Regions from separate parts of the Salmo salar genome. Here region 1 is linked to region 2. Evidence: chromatin contacts called from public Hi-C data. All regions are on one chromosome and are shown on one strand. The core of a region is the stretch at or near the end of the contact, and the rest is flanking DNA. Distances in the headings are between cores, read along the strand shown.

The links. A called contact is a pair of places that touch in the nucleus more often than the background predicts.
Region 1: a Hi-C map of gill shows a contact between it and region 2, with 2.1 times the contacts expected there. The contact joins the enhancer-like site here to the promoter of LOC106573646 in region 2. A contact is called at or near these places in 2 of 3 Hi-C or Micro-C datasets (blood and gill).

Annotation. Positions count from the first base shown.
Region 1 is chrssa16:35,389,426-35,394,100 of Ssal_v3.1, reverse strand. LOC106573646 (SNF-related serine/threonine-protein kinase) reads right to left here. Exons shown (of 6, transcript XM_014148885.2): 4 at 1-55. Among protein-coding and RNA genes, the nearest start is that of LOC106573645, 20 kb to the left of the region's middle. Within about 2 kb of position 3,385, at least 3 of the 13 cell types and tissues checked have an H3K27ac peak or open chromatin away from gene starts, as enhancers often do. A contact at or near this core is called in gill, where this site is marked.
Region 2 is chrssa16:35,340,911-35,345,578 of Ssal_v3.1, reverse strand. LOC106573646 (SNF-related serine/threonine-protein kinase) reads right to left here and starts at 2,002. Exons shown (of 6, transcript XM_014148885.2): 1 at 1,559-2,002.

The DNA.
Region 1 (4,675 bases), core at 2,136-4,635, 47 kb before region 2:
CTCCTCCAGGGAAGCACGGCTAGACGGGTCCCTCTGCAGCATACGGGAGATCAAACTGGGAGAGAGAAAGGGAGAGAGACAGAGACAGAGAGAAAGAGAGAGATAGACACAGTTGAGAATTCACCTTCCATAGATCAGATACTATATATACCCCTGTGGTCTCTTTTTTTGTAACACCGGTACACGAGTGAATTTCTCATGCATACTGATTCAGTTATTGACAGGCAAAGCACATAACCCCATTTATCTGTGATATGAGATCAAACTGTCAATCTATTTCATCATCAATATTCATGAGCACCTGCAGACATCAGACAGTGTTTAGGTGCATCCATGCAGGGCAGGTCATTTGCTGAGAGGCATGGCACAGACTGACTGTGTGCATCACCATGCAGGCTCTGATACAGGATGGGGACTTTGTATTCCTCTCTATATGTCTGTGTGTGTGTGTGTGTGTGCAGAGAGGTGTGCAAAGTCTGCATCAGACTAATCTATTTGTTATTGTGACTGTTTTAATGCGCTGCAGTAAGAGGCTGAGAGCTGGCTCTAGTCTGGTGCAGAGGAACAAGTTCCTGTGAATGACCACCAGGGGATGCCACTGCTCCCTCCGTCTCACTGGTAGGCGTGTGTGTGTGTGTGTGTGTGTGTGTGTGTGTGTGTGTGTGTGTGTGTGTGTGTGTGTGTGTGTGTGTGTGTGTGTGTGTGTGTGTGTGTGTGTGTGTGTGTGTCATCTTGCTCTTTTATCCTCGTGGGGACCGTAAATCTCCAAAAGTCCCGACAGGAATAGTAAAAGAAGGAAAATTCTCCCTCGTGGGGATGTGGAAAATGTTATTTTGATCTTAGGGGTTAGGTTTAGGGTTACAATTAGGGTTAGGGTTGGAATTAGGGTTAGGGGTTATGTTTAGGGTTGGCAGTTAGGGTTAGGGTTAGGGCAAGGGTTAGGTTTAGGGGTTAGGGTTAGGGGTTAGGGTTAGGGGTTAGGGCAAGGTTTAGGGGTTAGGGTTAGGGTTAGGTTTAGGGGTTAGGGTTAGGTTTAGGGGTTAGGGTTAGGTTTAGGGGTTAGGGTTAGGTTTAGGGGTTAGGGTTAGGGTTAGGTTTAGGGTTAGGTTTAGGTGTTAGGGTTAGGTTTAGGGGTTAGGGTTAGGTTTAGGGGTTAGGGTTAGGTTTAGGGTTAGGGGTTAGGTTTAGGGTTAGGTTTAGGGGTTAGGTTTAGGGGTTAGGGTTAGGTTTAGGGGTTAGGGTTAGGGTTAGGTTTAGGGGTTAGGTTTAGGGGTTAGGGTTAGGGGTTAGGGGTTAGGGTTATGTTTAGGGTTAGGTTTAGGGGTTAGGGTTAGGTGTTAGGGTTAGGGTTAGGTTTAGGGGTTAGGGGTTAGGGTTATGTTTAGGGTTAGGTTTAGGGGTTAGGGTTAGGTGTTAGGGTTAGGTTTAGGGTTAGGTTTAGGGGTTAGGGAAAATAGAATTTTGAATGGAAATCAATTTTAGGTTAGGGTTAGGTTTAGGGGTTAAGGGTTAGGGTTAGGGTTAAGGTTAGGGTTAGGGTTAGAGGTTTAGGGGTTAGGTTTAGGTTTAGGGGTTAGGGTTTAGGGGTTAGGGTTGGGGTTAGGGTTAGGGGTTAGGGTTAGGGTTTAGGGTTAGGGGTTAGGTTTAGGTGTTAGGGCAAGGGTTAGGGTTAGGGTTAGGTTTAGGGGTTAGGGTTAGGTTTAGGGGTTAGGGTTAGGTGTTAGGTTTAGGGTTAGGGTTAGGTTTAGGGGTTAGGGTTAGGTTTAGGGGTTAGGGTTAGGTTTAGGGGTTAGGGTTAGGTTTAGGGGTTAGGTTTAGGTTTAGGGGTTAGGGTTAGGGTTAGGTTTAGGGGTTAGGGTTAGGGTTAGGTTTAGGGGTTAGGTTTAGGGGTTAGGGTTAGGGGTTAGGGGTTAGGGTTAGGTTTAGGGGTTAGGGTTAGGTGTTAGGGTTAGGGGTTAGGGTTAGGTTTAGGGGTTAGGGTTAGGTTTAGGGTTAGGGTTAGGTTTAGGGGTTAGGGAAAATAGAATTTTGAATGGAAATCAATTTTAGGTTAGGGTTAGGTTTAGGGGTTTAGGGTTAGGGTTAAGGTTAGGGTTAGGGGTTAGGGGTTAGGTTTAGGGGTTAGGTTTAGGGGTTAGGGTTTAGGGGTTAGGGTTAGGGTTAGGGTTAGGTTTAGGGGTTAGGGTTAGGTTTAGGGTTAGGGGTTAGGGTTAGGTTTAGGGGTTAGGTTTAGGGTTAGGGTTAGGTTTAGGGGTTAGGGAAAATAGAATTTTGAATGGAAATCAATTTTAGGTTAGGGTTAGGTTTAGGGGTTAAGGGTTAGGGTTAGGGTTAAGGTTAGGGTTAGGGTTAGAGGTTTAGGTTTAGGTTTAGGGGTTAGGGTTGGGGTTAGGGTTAGGGGTTAGGGTTAGGGGTTAGGGTTAGGGGTTAGGTTTAGGGTTAGGGGTTAGGGTTAGGGGTTAGGGTTAGGTTTAGGGGTTAGGGTTAGGGTTGGGGTTGGGGTTAGGGTTAGGGGTTAGGGTTAGGGGTTAGGGGTTTAGGGAAAATAGAATTTTGAGGGTTAGGGTTGGGGTTAGGGGTTAGGGTTAGGGTTAGGGTTAGGGGTTAGGGTTAGGTTTAGGGTTAGGGGTTAGGGTTAGGGGTTAGGGGTTAGGTTTAGGGGTTAGGGTTAGGTGTTAGGGTTAGGGTTAGGTTTAGGGGTTAGGGTTAGGGTTAGGTGTTAGGGTTAGGGTTAGGTTTAGGGGTTAGGGTTAGGGTTAGGTGTTAGGGTTAGGTTTAGGGGTTAGGGTTAGGTTTAGGGGTTAGGGTTAGGGTTAGGTGTTAGGGTTAGGGGTTAGGGTTAGGGGTTAGGGTTAGGTGTTAGGGTTAGGGTTAGGGAAAATAGAATTTTGAATGGAAATCAATTTTAGGTCCCCATGAGGATAGAAAAACAATTGTGTGGTGTGTGTGTGTGTGTGTGTGTGTGTGTGTGTGTGTGTGTGTGTGTGTGTGTGTGTGCGTGTGTGTGCACACGCCTTTAAGTGGTTTAACCATGCAAGACCAGGATCACCATTCAGCCTAAAGGTTCTATCCTCCTTTAATAATGCCCTATTTTCCCTTATGTCCATTTACACTGTGCAAGTGCCCATACTTCTTTGAACCTCCAATAATGCTCTTGTTGTTTGGTATATCCTATTCATACAACTACTGAAATATTAATACAAATGAATGATTTACACACTGTCCTCCTAACTGACCCATGCACATCCCACAACACTACTATGCAGTAAAGTAAAGCAAGAGTAGGTAGGGAGAGAGAAAAAGAGCAGCAGAGGGACAGCACGAGAGAGAGCAACAGACGGGAGAGAGAGATAGCGGGAGAAAGAGAGCAACAGAGGGGAGAGAGAGATAGCGGGAGAAAGAGAGCCACAGAGGGAAGAGAGAGATAGCAGGAAAGGGAGAGAGAGAGAGGGGGAGAGAGAGAGCAACAGAGGGGAGAGAGAGATAGCAGGAGAGAGAGGGAAAGAGAGAGGGGGAGTGAGAGGGAGATAGTGAGAGATTGCAGGGGAGAGAGAGATGGAGGGTGGGTGGGTAGGGAGAGGTCTGCTTTCGCTCTGTTGATTGTGCCCGCAGGACTGTTCTGTTTTGCAAGGAATCATCTTCCCATGAAAATAGCTTTCATCAGGGCCTTGGTCATATGACCCAGGTTTTATGTTTAAAACTGTTCCTGCGCCAGTCAGTTAGACGTCTGAGGTTCCATCATCTGACTCAGAACCACAAGGTCTGGAAGGTCTGGACTGCGGTTCAGTGGCTGCAGGGGTGTTCTTGAGTCTCAAACACAAATAGCATTGGTACCAAGGGGCTTAGCTAATTCATCCCTTTTTAACACAAAGACAGTTTTGTTCAGATTGAACTTTAATAGATACCAGAGGTGAGGTGAGATCTGGGGTCAGATGTAGAATGGAGTGACTAGGTATCCAGGGATTGATCGTAACCACGCAATAAATTACAGACAAGTGGCAGTCCAATACAACATGGATCTGAACCAACTCACTCAGCAACTCTCAGTTTCCTAGAACTGTCATCATTTTTGGAAATCATGAGATATACTTTCATTTCAGCCATCTCTTTATTCTACCCACTGGTTGGCTGGCCACCTTAAATCAACTTTCAATATTGTATTCCCTATTCAGTGATTGGCTTGCGCCCTCTGACAAAAACAGCCAAAGAGCACAGGGTAGAGTGTGTCCAGAAGGCTGTTTGCACGAGGTTCTCAGTCAGGCGTGAAGTTCAGAGTTTGGGCGATAGGAGACATGGGGTTAATAAAATCTCAGCCACCTCTTTGAAGTCAAGTAGATCACATCAATATGCTCCACAAACGTCTGACTTACCTAACATCACTGTTAAGATTTAAAATGACAAATGATCAAGCCCGCTGGTGTCTAGAGGGTTAGGTAAATCAACCTTTCATTTTCTTGCACCTTACTTGTGGAATGATCTACAATACAACTGGTGCCTCTAGGGCATTTCAGCCTTTTGTCAGGGGTCCTTTTCACCGTTTTTTATGATTGTTTTGCTTTTCATGTATTGTTGTGTATAATAACGTGTATTTTATTGTGTATATGAATGTGTAGTTTAATGTGTTTATTGTATTTTGATGTGTATTGTGGTGCTATGCAGGGCTCATCTGGAAACC
Region 2 (4,668 bases), core at 753-3,252:
CTCCTCTCTGACCCAGGGGACACTGTCCCATCCTGCTCAGAATAAAGTATGGGGAGTTACAAGCAGTCACATGTACACACGTATGCATTGTCTCACTCACACACACACACACACACACACACACATGCACGCTGGATATATACACACACACTCTGTTAGTTCACTTTGACTTTTCTCTGCTATTCAATCACCCCATCTGTATTCTCCTCCATCCTTTCCTTCTCTCTCCCTCTCTCCTCTCCCCCTTGCTCTCTATCTTCCTGTCTGGTAGGCAGTCCTGTGATGAGTCAGAGTTGGCCCGTACTCCCTGGGGATGGCAAGGCAATAGAAAGACAAGGTGCAGGCCAGGAACCAGCGCTCTTGTTACAGTAACGAACAATAGCCTACAGAGTTATGAGAGATGGGGAGTGATCACACACTGCACTGTGAGATGCCACCAAACTTGCTACTCCCTAACAAAGGACAACACACACAGAACAAATGGGTAAACTTAAGACTTTGTCTCACAATCCTTTTACTCATCATCCCCTGTACTACAATCATTATCATCATGTCCCATTCATGGCCCAGTGCAGTCAAAAACGTGATTTTGTGTGTCGTATATATATTGTAATGAAACGGCAGGGAGCAGGTCTCGAATCCTCGACCTTCTAGTCCGAAGTCCAGCGCGCTATCGACTGTGCCCCAAAAGCATGCTCGAGCGGCAGAGTCGATATCCACGCTTATAAACCCAGGGTCGTTACAATCTATATATTTCCACACTACAGGTTGGAATAATACTGTGAAATTGTGAAAATTGTGAAATGTCTGTTTTGGTGGGATGGAGTATTGGCTAGCCCGGTGACATCACCAGGCGGTAAACTAATTAATCGACCAATAAGAAAGAGAGTCCCAAGCCACTCTGCCAATAACAGATCGTTTTCAGTTTTCCCCTCCTCACTCAGACCACTCCCAGACAATGCTAGAAAAATTCTTGCTTGAGAAATTGTTCTTGGCTAAGAAGCTATTTTTGTGTCTTTTCGATCATTTTAATTGAAAAGAATCACAGTAAGGTACTTAACTGTTAACCATAAATGTTATAATATTGCAATGAAAACGGCCGCATTGGACCTTTAATGAATTAAGATATCCTTACCAAACAGTTACACAAATATATATCATTAACATTAACATATATTTTAATGTATTTTAAAGCATTGTGAAAGTTTTGTATGACAGCGGTATTGGAGAGGATGGATCATAAGTGAGTCGGTATAATTTTATGTCAAAGCTGCCAGCGCATATATCTAGTTATCAAAGTACAAATTATGATAATTCTAATGTCCCCATGGACATTAATACCAGCAGTAGGCTATTCGCAGTCCCGAGTTCGCAGTCCCGAGTTCGTAAAATACACATCTACTGACTAGCTTACGCGTCTGATGAAATGCACAAACATAGACTTGTCGTTCACATCTGGCACCGCAGTCTGACAATAACATTATAGCCAAAGGAGATAATTCAAAAATTGCTATGACTGAGAATATAGTTAGCTTAAAGATAAAAAATAAATACTTACCATAGTTAGGAAAATGGGTTATCCTTGAGACTAGTGAAGCGACCCACCACTGTAAACAGCAATGCACTTCTTTCTATACCAATAATACTAGCCTTCTTGATGTGTTAAAATCTTAACGCTATTACACAATATTTCCCCCTCGTCCTGCTGTGTTGACTGTGCCAGGTGCGTAGTTTTTGCGTGCCCCGATGTCTCCGCAAAGGACGAGGCAACAGGGATGCTCGACGTGAGTGCGTCTCTCTCTGCAGTAGGCTAGCCTATTCGTGCATTCACCTCCGTCTGGTCGGCTCTGAGCGCTGGCCTGGGTTGGCCTGCTACTGACGTCAAAGCATTCCAGCTAACTCCGGTCTTATTCGGCGGATGTTCTCTCCTATGGCGCGCTAGGGCTGAGGCAGGCGGAAAGGCCTAGAGGAAAATGTCTGTTCTGAAGTCGAGAAAGCAGAAAACTATTATGGACTATGCAATTGAACAGCCAGCGTGTCTATAATTAGGTAGGCGGAGGAGATGAAGAAACACAATGGGGAGAATACATTCTTCACATATTTATATATGGGTGAGGCATAGTGGTCTATAGTTTTCAACCACATCACAGTAGGTCACCTGTAGCGTTAGCTATGATTCATAACTCCTGATTCACAACTTCACAAGACAATGCTTTTTACAAATGTGAATTCTTTAGAATTCCTTTGGAGGGAAATAATGAAAATAGTAAAACACATTCTCTTTAGTCAGTATGGCCACAGAGTTCAACCGTGCTTATGTACAAAATACACCCCAAGAGCAGGCATTTATAAAAATGTAACTTGACGTGAGAATGTGCTGACCTCTCCGCAAACTTTAGACCATGCATACGCACATTTTCTAGTGCTTGAAAAATTGTATTGCAAGCTGGCAAGTATTTTGTGCAAATGGGGCATATGATGAAAAGCTTATTCATAAAATAAAAATACAAACGGGAAAACATATCAACAAGAATGCAACCATTTGCCATTAATGAGAAGAGCGAAAATCTGTGTTTTATTTTTAGAATCTAAAATAATTAGACATCGGAATCGTATCATTAGAAATAGGAATCTTTGTACTCTTTTATTTTCATAACCATTGCAGAATATATTCCTCCTCTTTTCTGGCGGTGATGGGTTCATATTCCCGAAGGAGCCATACAACAAATTACCATGCGCATCTCTCATTTAATTGGACCTAATAGCCTAGTAAATACACTGAACAAAAATATAAACGCAACATGCAACAGTTCATTTTTTTTTACAGTTCATATAGGGAAATCAGTCAATTAAAAAAAAGTATTATGCCATTATCTATGGAGTTCACATGACTGGGAATACAGATATGCATCTGCTGGTCACAGATACCTTAAAAAAGGTAGCGGTGTGGATCAGAAAATGAGTCAGTATCTGGTGTGGCCACCATTTGCCTCATGCAGCGCAACACATCTCATTCGCATAGAGTTGATCAGGCTGTTCATTGTGGCCTGTGGAATTATGTTCCACTCCTCTTCAATGACTGTGTGAAGATGCTGGATATTGGCGGGAACTGGATCCAGAGCATTCAAAACATGCTCAAGGGGTGACATGTTGGGTGAGTGTGCGGGCAATGGAAGAACTGGGACATTTTCAGCATCTAGGAATTGTGTACAGATCCTGTAACATGGGGCCGTGCATTATCATGCTGAAACATGAGATGATGGTGGCAGATGAATGGCACGAGAATAGGCCTTAGGACCTTGTCACTGTACATTCAAATTGTCAGTGCCTGCCCATACCATAACCCCACCGCCACCATGGGGTACCCTGTTCACAACATTGATATCAGCAAACCGCTCGCTCACACAACGCCATACACAGGGTCTGCGGTTGTGAGGCCAGTTGGACATACTACCAAATTCTCTAAAACAACATTGGAGGTGGCTTACGGTGGAGAAATTAACATTCAATTCTCTGGCAACAGCTTTGGTGGACATTCCTGCAGTCATCATGTCAATTGCATGCTCCCTCAAAACATGAGACATCTGTGGCGTTATGTTGTGTGACAAAACTGCACATTTTAGTGTGGCCTTTTATTGTCCCCAGCATGATGTGCACCTGTGTAATGATCGTGCTGTTTAATCAGCTTCTTGATATGCCACACCTGTCAGGTGGATGGATTATCTTGGCAAAGGAGAAATGTTCACTAACAGGGATGTAAACACATTTGTGCACAACATTTGATAGAATTATGCTTTTTGTGCATGTGGAAGATTTCTGGGATCTTTTATTTCAGCTCATGAAACATGAGACCAACACTTTTCATGTTGCGTTTATATTTTTGTTCAGCGTTAACTTATGTTTTTCAAGTTTTGCCTCGTTCATGCGCCCACCGTTTTATGACAGGTCTGATTTATAATGGGAAACATTGGTATGTATGGCTCAGTTGGTAGAGCATGGTGTTTGCAACGCCAGGGTTGTGGGTTCGTTTCCCACGGGGGACCAATACGAAAAGAAAACATTTTTTTATGAAATGTATGCACTCACTACTGTAAGTCGCTCTGGATAAGAGCGTCTGCTAAATGACTAAAATGTAAAAATGCATGCTCCAAGTTTATAAATCTTAATATTTTTGTACGTGCACAGACTTTTCGGAAATATTTTGTTTGAAATGTATGCAAATGAGCCCCCAGGCCGGAGTTTGGGGGTCGTCACTAGTTACCACGGCCACAAAGTCATAACCCCCGCCGATTTCTACAATTTATCTTCTTCAAATGTGATTTTAAAACCTCGTAGATGTAAAGTCCCCTGTTTAGGGGACCTGCGTGGTTTTGGTACTGGTTTCAACCCACATTTTTGCTTATACATTGATCTGTGGACACCGTAGATCCAGTAATCACTTCTTTCAAAGGTGCCCTGCTCCAGAGAACAAAGCAAGTCACAGGTATTGTCCCTAAACACATGACATGAAGCACCCGCTCTCTCTGGACAGAAGAAACACAGAAAATCATCACAAATCCACCTTGAGCTAGCTTCACCGATTTAACAGTACCCAATTTCTTTTCTACACAGCCTGAGACTACATAAGGATCATTTTTTGGGGAAAAAATACTATATTTCACTTGACAG